Linked DNA regions of Mus musculus: region 1 is linked to region 2. The links are chromatin contacts, called in public HiChIP or PLAC-seq maps. All regions are on one chromosome and are shown on one strand. Each heading gives the region's core, a stretch centred on a gene start, on an enhancer-like site or on the middle of the called end of the contact. The rest is flanking DNA. Distances are from core to core; before and after follow the strand shown.

Region 1 (3,930 bases), core at 1,398-3,897, 210 kb after region 2:
CAGGGTTTCTCTGTGTAGCCCTGGCTGTCCTGAAACTCATTCTGTAGACCAGGCTGGCCTTGAACTCAGAAATCCGTCTGTCTAAGCCTCCCAAATGCTGGGATTAAAGGCATGTGCCACCACTGCCCACTGAGATTTTAAATTTTTTTGAAACTGCATATCCTTTCACCTATTACTTCACAAAATTCGAAGTAATTTTCTCCTAAGGAAATAGCCAACAATGTAGACAGGATTTTTTTTTTTTTTTTGAGACAGGGTCTCATTGTATAGCTATGGCTAGCTTGAAACTCACTATATGGACCAGGATGGCCTTGAACTCAGAAATCTGCCTCTGTCTCCTGAGTGCTAGAATCAAAGATGTATGCCACCACGCCTGTTGTGGGAAGATATTTTTCTTTATAATAGTGAAACATATCTAGCAACTAGAGTAATGTTCAAATAATTTTTTACATACCAATTTGATCATGCTAAACATAAAAAATGTGTTTAGGATCTTTAATAACAAAGGTTAATATGCTTTTTATAATGTCCAGTGGGAAAAGCACCCAAGAAAGTATATTTCATGCTATGCTATGAATGGCATGGTACACACATATAGATTTGCATAAAAATGCAAAGATATGCTGCTAAATGTTTTTCTTTGTGTGAGATTATACACAATATACACTTTCGTTACTATTTTCTGTTTTCTACTGTTCTTAATTTAGCATGCATTACTTTTATAATGAGGAAATTAATATTATAAAGACCTTAAACTCTTGGATTCAATAAAAAAATAGGCAAAGCATATTCATGTATGATACAGAAAAACGATGAATACAGCAGAAAAAAAAAGGTCTATAAATATAAAAATCCCCAGTCTCAGTAGTAATCAGGGAAATTAAAATAACAAAGAGATTTTTTACTGATATACCAGTTTAGGAGAGAGAGAGAGAGAGAGAGAGAGAGAGAGAGAGAGAGAGAGAGAGAGAGAATGCAATGTCAAAGAAGTAATGAAATGGAGATCGTCTCTCGTGCTCTGGGGAGAGTCATCTCTGGGGAGGACAGTTAGGCGACAACTGAGAAACTGTTAAAGGCACACTCTCCTCCATTTGGTAATTCATCTTTTAGGTCTGAGCTCACAAGCCTAAGAGGCTTGTACTAGCTTAGGGGAAGCATTGCTCATTGCATGCAATATCAAAATATTAAAAACAAGCCAAACGGACGTGAATTCCGTCAGTGAATCCATTCTGTGGAATACTAGGTGACAGATACAAGAATGGAAGAGAACTGTATTTTCTGGCATAAAATGAGGGAGATGAACTGTCAGACCATTGCAGCAGGATGGTTAATGTTAAGGAAAAAAGTCTCTCTCTATACGTGTACTTATATATGTGGGTTTGGGAAATTTTTACTTCATAGATCTCTGACTGGCGAAGAGAGTGACGGGAGTGGAGGGAGGTGGCAGGGGATTTGTCCTGTGATCCTTCACTATTAAGAGTTTAACTCAGGGCTCAGCGGGTAATGGCACTTGCCACCAAGCCTGATGACCTGATGACCCAGAGCCCACATGGTGGAAGGAAAGAACAGACTCCTACAAGTCGCCCTTTGACCTCCACATGTGAACTGTGTGTGTGTGCGCACACACACACACACACAGGTTAATAAAAAAGAAAGAAAAAAAAACTAAAATAAAAAAGAATTCAAACTAAGAGGAGGCTCTAGTGTTTACTGTGTGTGGTGGTTTTGGGGGGAAAACTGGCCCCCATAAGCTCATAAGAAGTGTCACTATTAGGAGGTGTCTTCTTGTTGGAGTGGGTGTGGCTTTGTTGGAGGAAGTATGTCTCAGTCTCTTCCGGCTACCTTCTGATCCAGATGTAGAACTCTCAGCTCCTTCTCCAGCACCATGTCTGCCAGGGTGCCTCCATGCTCCCACCAGGATGATAATGAACTGAACCTCTGAATCTGTAAGCCAGCCCCAATTAAATGTTTTTTTTTTTCCTTTATAAGAGTTGCCTTGGTCATGGTGCCTCTTCACAGCAATGAAACCCTAACTAAGACACTGTGTAACTTGGAGCAAATTACTTAACTGTTCCAAACTTCAGTTCCCCCATCTATAATACAGAGCTAACAACAACTTTACATACCTCATCAGGTTGCTGAGAAGATGTGCTGAAGTTATATAGTTACTCAGAACTCCCTTTGTTCCGAGTTCAGTACACAGTAGGCCTTCAAATGTCACTTCTCCTTTTACTGTGATTACAATCAGCAACTCCACACATAAATACTCTTGTTAACAGCTGTGCAAAATAATAAATAATGCATGTAAAAGAGTGGACACATAGCCAGTTGGTGGTGCTGCACACCTTTAATCTCAGCACTTAGGAGGCAGAGGCAGGCAGATCTCAGAGTTTGAGACCAGCCTGTTCTTCAGAACTAGTTCTGGGACAGCAAAGGCTACGCAGAGAAACTCAGTCTAGAAAAACAAAGCAAAACAAAACAAAACAGAACAGAACAAGAGCTGATGTGTAAATAGCAAGAGCATCCAACGGGAAGGAAGAGAGGGAGGAAGAGAGGGAGGAAGGAAGTAGGGGCTAATGTTGCTCAAGTTGGTACTGGTACCTTCTCCTATAACCACTCTGAACCCTCTGAAGTATCTGGTCTCCCCTAAGTGGGCTCCACCTTTCTCAAAGGCGATGACAATACCCTCTGTGACCAATGAGAGTCCCTCCCCAGGGCCCAGAACAGAGTAATTGCTCAGAGTTCTGCCATATTGCATCACAGTTTGTAGAATGCTTGCTTACCATACACAAAGCCCTGAGTTTGATCCCCAGAATGCACCATATAAACCAGATGTGGTAGTGCACATTTATAATCTCAGCACTCAGAAGGTGGAGGCAGAAGAACCAGAAGATCATGAGTGTCCTCAGAAACATATGAAGTTTGAGGCTAACCTGGAATACATGAGACTCTGTCCAAAAAAGAAAAAGAAAGAGAGAGGAAGAAGAAGAGGAAGGAGGAGGAGGAAGAAGAGGAGGAGGAGAAGAAAGGAGGAGGAGGAGGAGGAGGAGGTGGAGGAGGAGGAGGAGGAGGAGGAGGAGGAGGAGGAGAAGGAGGAGAGGGCTAGAGAGATGGCTTAGCAGTTAAGAGCACTGACTGTTCTTCCAAAGGTCCTGAGTTCAAATCCCAGCAACCACATGGTGGCTCACAACCATCTGTAATGGGATCCGATGCCCTTTTCTGGGGTGTCTGAAGACAGCTACAGTGTACTAACATATAATAAATCAATAAAAAAAATTTTTTGAAAAGAAAAAAAAAAGAAGTAGAAGTAGAAGAGGAGGAGAAGAGCTCTTGAGTGTCATGAATCCCAATATCCAAACCTTGGCTCTTTCTTCCCAGCTGATCTCAGGCTGGGACATCATCCACTGAAACCTCTGAGCCTTAGCTTCCTTACTAGTCTGATAGTCTGATAGTACTTATGAACCTCATAAGGACATTGACAAGATCAAACAAGGCAGCATGTGGGAACACCAGACTCCAGTAGAGTTGTTCAATAGAGTTGACTCCTGGATGGGCCTCCCCCTGCTGGCGTAACAGAGATGGCAATGGAAAATGCCCACTGAGTCTTGCTGTCTAACCTACCCATGCTTGTCAGATACTGCCCTAAGAATCTTACATGTACCACATTTTTATCCTTTATAATCTTATTTGTTTCTTTCCCCCATGTAATTAGCCTTAATTCACAGATGGGGAAACTGAGTCTGAAAGCAGGGAAGAAACGCTCCTAAGGTCACAGAGCAGGAAATAGCAAACCAAGGACATGAGGCCAGACCTGTCTTATTCTTGAACACAAGCTGGTCATTGTTCTCCTTGGAGCAGCATGAAAGTGTGTGTGTGCGTGCGCGTGCGCATGTGTGTGTGTGTGTGTGTGTGTGTGCGCACTCCGTATCA
Region 2 (3,836 bases), core at 324-2,823:
CAGTGCTCTTAACCACGGAGCCATCTCTCCAGCCCTTTAGCATCCTTTTTAAAGTAACATGCTGACCTCTAAGGCCCTTCCAAGTACCAATTCAATGGTCTCTCCTAAATTAAGTGGAGACCCACAGACTTCCAGAAAGAATCCAGAAACAAAACAGTTTAACCATACAGAACTAAGCCAAGAGAAGAGTTTGGGGTGAAAATGTCTACTCACCAGATGAACTTGGCAGAGCCTGCTCCCAATGGTCTTCTTTCCAAGCTTTCCTAGAAGTGGTCTTGCCAGAATACCTTTTGTCGGTGTCCAAGAGGGAGACTGGTGCCAACTTTCTAATGCTACTCACTGCCAGATCATCTTTCTCCTCTTCCCCTTCATCAAACCTGTCAATCACTCTGGCTCTAGTGGCTGTTGGGGAGGGAGAAAAATAGAATCTTAGGTTAGAAAAATACTTTAACAGGAACCCACTTAAGCCATTTCAACCCCACACCCCACCTTCCTGTACTAGGTGAGTACTCTTAGTACTGGGCTCCACCCCAGCCCTTGATTCATTGTGTCCTCTATAACATAACATAACTAACTTACAGGAATAGGGAGTTGACTTCTGGTTTCTAAGGAGACTGCTGTCATATTGCTATCTATTTCTAAACAGAGAGCTAACTCCCTGCAACTACTAGGAGACATGTTTTTATGCCTTGGAACTTATAAATCTAGGAACGTATAAATCTGATTCTTCCTTGCTTTTCCATGGTGTTTTTTATTGTTTTTCTTTTTCAGAGGTTCTGAAAATTAAATCCAGTGCATCAAGTGTTATCGGCTACATGCCCAGGGTCCTTAATTCTTCCTCAATATGTGACAGTCATTGGGTGCTATAGACACTCATGACACCCCTCCAGTTGTCTTTCTCACACCTCCCTGACCCAAGTCTAAAGCACAATTACTCCCAGCCGGTCTCAGAACAGGTTTATGAAGAATCAGTCTGTCATCAGAATGTGGACAAATGGCTTAAGGCCTAAATAAACATGGCTAAACAGCATCGGGTAATCATTTTCATTCTCATGAAGATTTTAGAAGCAGTCAGTTTCAAACACACAAAAACCTGAAACTCATCAGGCTTCTTTCTCCTTTCGAAGGTAATACCAAGAAAAGTGGCATCCTAAACTGCTGCCAGCCGGCTGCCTGCAACTCCCCGCCAGGGTCCTGATGTCCCGCCCACCCCCAGAGTCTAGAATGCTGGATTACTGCTCACGCCACCCTCCCAAGAGACAATTTTCCCCCAGCGAAAAGGGAAGGCGAGCAGGTCCAAGCACCAGCGGCCCTTGAAGTCGGAGCCACTGCTCTGCACGTGGTTAGCCCCAGTCAGGCCTCACCCTCCTCCGGGTCGGCCTCAGGATCCGCCTCACGCGGTCTCGGATTCAGCAACTGTTCCAGCTGCAGAGCCAAGGGCTGCGGCGCCGCCATGGTCACCAGGTCACTGCCGGCGCTGCGCTCGTGAACCTGCACTGCAGCCCGAGCCCCCCGGCCCGACACTCGCAGCAGTGGCGCTACGGCCCAGACTCTACTTGGCAACTCAAGGCGGAGACCTCGCGGAGGCGGCGTTTAGAATCCCAGTAGGCAACTTCCGGGAGGCGCGCGCGCGCCGGAGGGGCGGGGCGTCGCGTCACCACTGGGCTGCTAAGCTGAGACGCAGGCGCCCGAAACCGTGGCAGGGTTGCGAGCCGCCCGAACGCGCGTGCGCCGGAGGCCCCTCGGACGCGCGGCGCGGGAGCGCGCCGGAGCACGTGACCGCTTGGAGCGAGAAAGGTTGATTGTGCTCTGAGCTGCCAGGGTCCCCTAAGCACGAAATAACGCCTCGAGCTTTGTGCGAGCTTGGTTTAGGAATTAAGCGTAAAGTAGCTGTGGCTGCTGGTGGCTGGCTGGTTTGTGAAAGGGAGTGAAGGATAAGCCTCTCAAACCTCAGGTACACACTCGAGCAAGCACAGACCCGGGACTCAAAACGGGGCTTTTCTCAGGGTAGAGGAGCCTGCGGCCAGGCACACAGCTTCGGGCCAGGATCTGAGAGGCCTGCGTGTGTTAAGTGTGCGGCGAGGTGCGATCTTTATTGATAGAAATAATTAGGAATCGCGATGGTTGTACCACAAATCAAGATTGTTTCTGTAGCTTCTTGTACCCTCTTGCCTGGGCAATCACAGGGAGGGGCAGGGGGGTAGAATTACTCTACTACAGAAGCGTTGATATTAACAGCTTTTCTGTTCAAAGATGGAGTGACTCAGTCAGACCCCCGAAACTAGTGAAGATGGGAGAAGAGAAACCCTTCACTCAGTTCTGGTATTAGATGGCCAGACTCAAAATACACAAAGACCTTAATGTGATAAATGTAATTGCACCCAGGCCCATGAAGCTATGCCATCACTTTGCATTCGTTTTTCTTTTCATGGAGCATCCCTTGACGCCCACTACTGTGGCAAGCACTGCTAGATGAAATATAGGATGTGTAAGTTAGACTCTCTCTCCACACAGTGACCAGTCTAGAAGGGCAGGAAACATGAACTGCACCGAGGAATGACAAATTTGAGTGTAAAGTGGTCTGTCTATACTGATCTGTTGGAGGTCTTCCTCCATGGAGACCTAGAATCTACTATAACAGGAAAGCTGCCTCAGAAGAATCCAGAAAAAAAAAAAAAAGAAAAAACGACTTGAATAATAGACACTGTGTCCATGCCTGTTTGTATGTTAAGACAGTCTCTTGCCTCCTACACATCATGTAATTGAAGATGACCCTGAATTTCTTGACCCTCCTGTCTCCACTGGGATTAGAGACATGTGCCTGCCACTACACCCTGTTTATTTAGAGCTAGGGGCTGAACCCAGAGTGTTCTGTACACTAAGCAGGAGCTCTTCCAGTTCTAAGTCCCCAGGCCAGTGCCATTTTTTAAGTATACTCCAGGCCAGCTGGATCCCAAAGCCAGCAACGTAGGCAACTGGTAGCTCCCCAGTAGAATCCACTGGAAGACAATTCAGACACCCTCAGATTCAGGTAGATTTCCGAATTTAAGAAATTTAAGAGATTTCTACTTTCTTGTGGCATGTCTCATGTTCCTGTCCTAACTGGTCCTTGAGTGAAGATGACCAAGCCTAGACAATAGAAAAAAAAAAAGCAACTGTTTTAGGGTAAAGCCTTTCAGACGTGGAGAGCCAAAGAATGTCAGACTAGGCGAAGACTCAGGCGAAGAAAATTGCTGTATGGCTGAGAGTAGTTTAGAGAGCTTGTTCTTTAAGGTCCTCTCCGCTGCGCTTGCAGTCGAGTCTGTGTTAGAGCCTCCATAGCAAAACATGTTCTCTATGAGGTGCAGTAGCCTTGGGCACAGAGAACAAAAATGTTCTCCTACCCCACACTTAGTAAATTCTATTCTCCTAGATCCTCCTCCCTCATTATTTCAGGTGCTTAGAAACCTGCCCTTTAAGGTGAGGAGAACAGGGTGGAAAGAGAAAAGGAAGCAGGGCAGAGCCCACCTTGAAGCTGTTGTGCATACAGGACACTGTTGGCCTGTGTGAGGCAGATCTGAGCAAACAGTGTAAGGTACAGGTGCCCCGAGCCTGCTTACCAATGCTCCCTCTCCTGTCTGCTCCTGACTTGGGAACCCATTTTTTTTTTTTAGGAAGTAGTCACATATACCCCAACCACCACCCTCCCAATTGCTTTCCTACCCCAGGAATCTTCTTCCTGGAAGGGAGGACAGAGGAAGAATGGTAGAGCTTAAGATGCAATTAAGGGAAGTGAAGACATGAGCGAGGGAGAGACCACTCAAAGCTCAGGAGCTCCTTCTTTCTTGAATGGCAGG

Evidence for each region. HiChIP or PLAC-seq counts read pairs in DNA pulled down with a chosen protein or histone mark.
Region 1: a contact with region 2 is called in an H3K4me3 HiChIP or PLAC-seq map of embryonic forebrain, with 6 times the contacts expected there. The contact joins the promoter of 1700109G15Rik here to the promoter of Aatf in region 2. A contact is called at or near these places in 20 of 39 promoter capture datasets (the 3T3-L1 cell line, 3T3-L1-derived adipocytes, the C10 cell line and 12 more), 2 of 15 datasets of contacts at CTCF or cohesin (pro-B cells and stem cell-derived epiblast-like cells), 12 of 484 Hi-C or Micro-C datasets (the AtT-20 cell line, the G1E-ER4 cell line, the N1E-115 cell line and 5 more), 18 of 115 datasets of contacts at active chromatin or transcription factors (astrocytes, craniofacial prominence, embryonic basal ganglia and 9 more) and 3 of 9 other capture datasets (adipose tissue, embryonic tail and pancreatic islet).

What each region holds. Positions count from the first base shown.
Region 1 is chr11:84,717,785-84,721,714 of GRCm38.p6, forward strand. It overlaps 1700109G15Rik (RIKEN cDNA 1700109G15 gene), which reads right to left and starts at 2,648. Exons shown (of 3, transcript NR_046197.1): 1 at 2,602-2,648; 2 at 2,127-2,279.
Region 2 is chr11:84,511,928-84,515,763 of GRCm38.p6, forward strand. Aatf (apoptosis antagonizing transcription factor) reads right to left here and starts at 1,574. Exons shown (of 13, transcript NM_019816.1): 1 at 1,365-1,574; 2 at 214-402. The coding sequence starts at 1,455.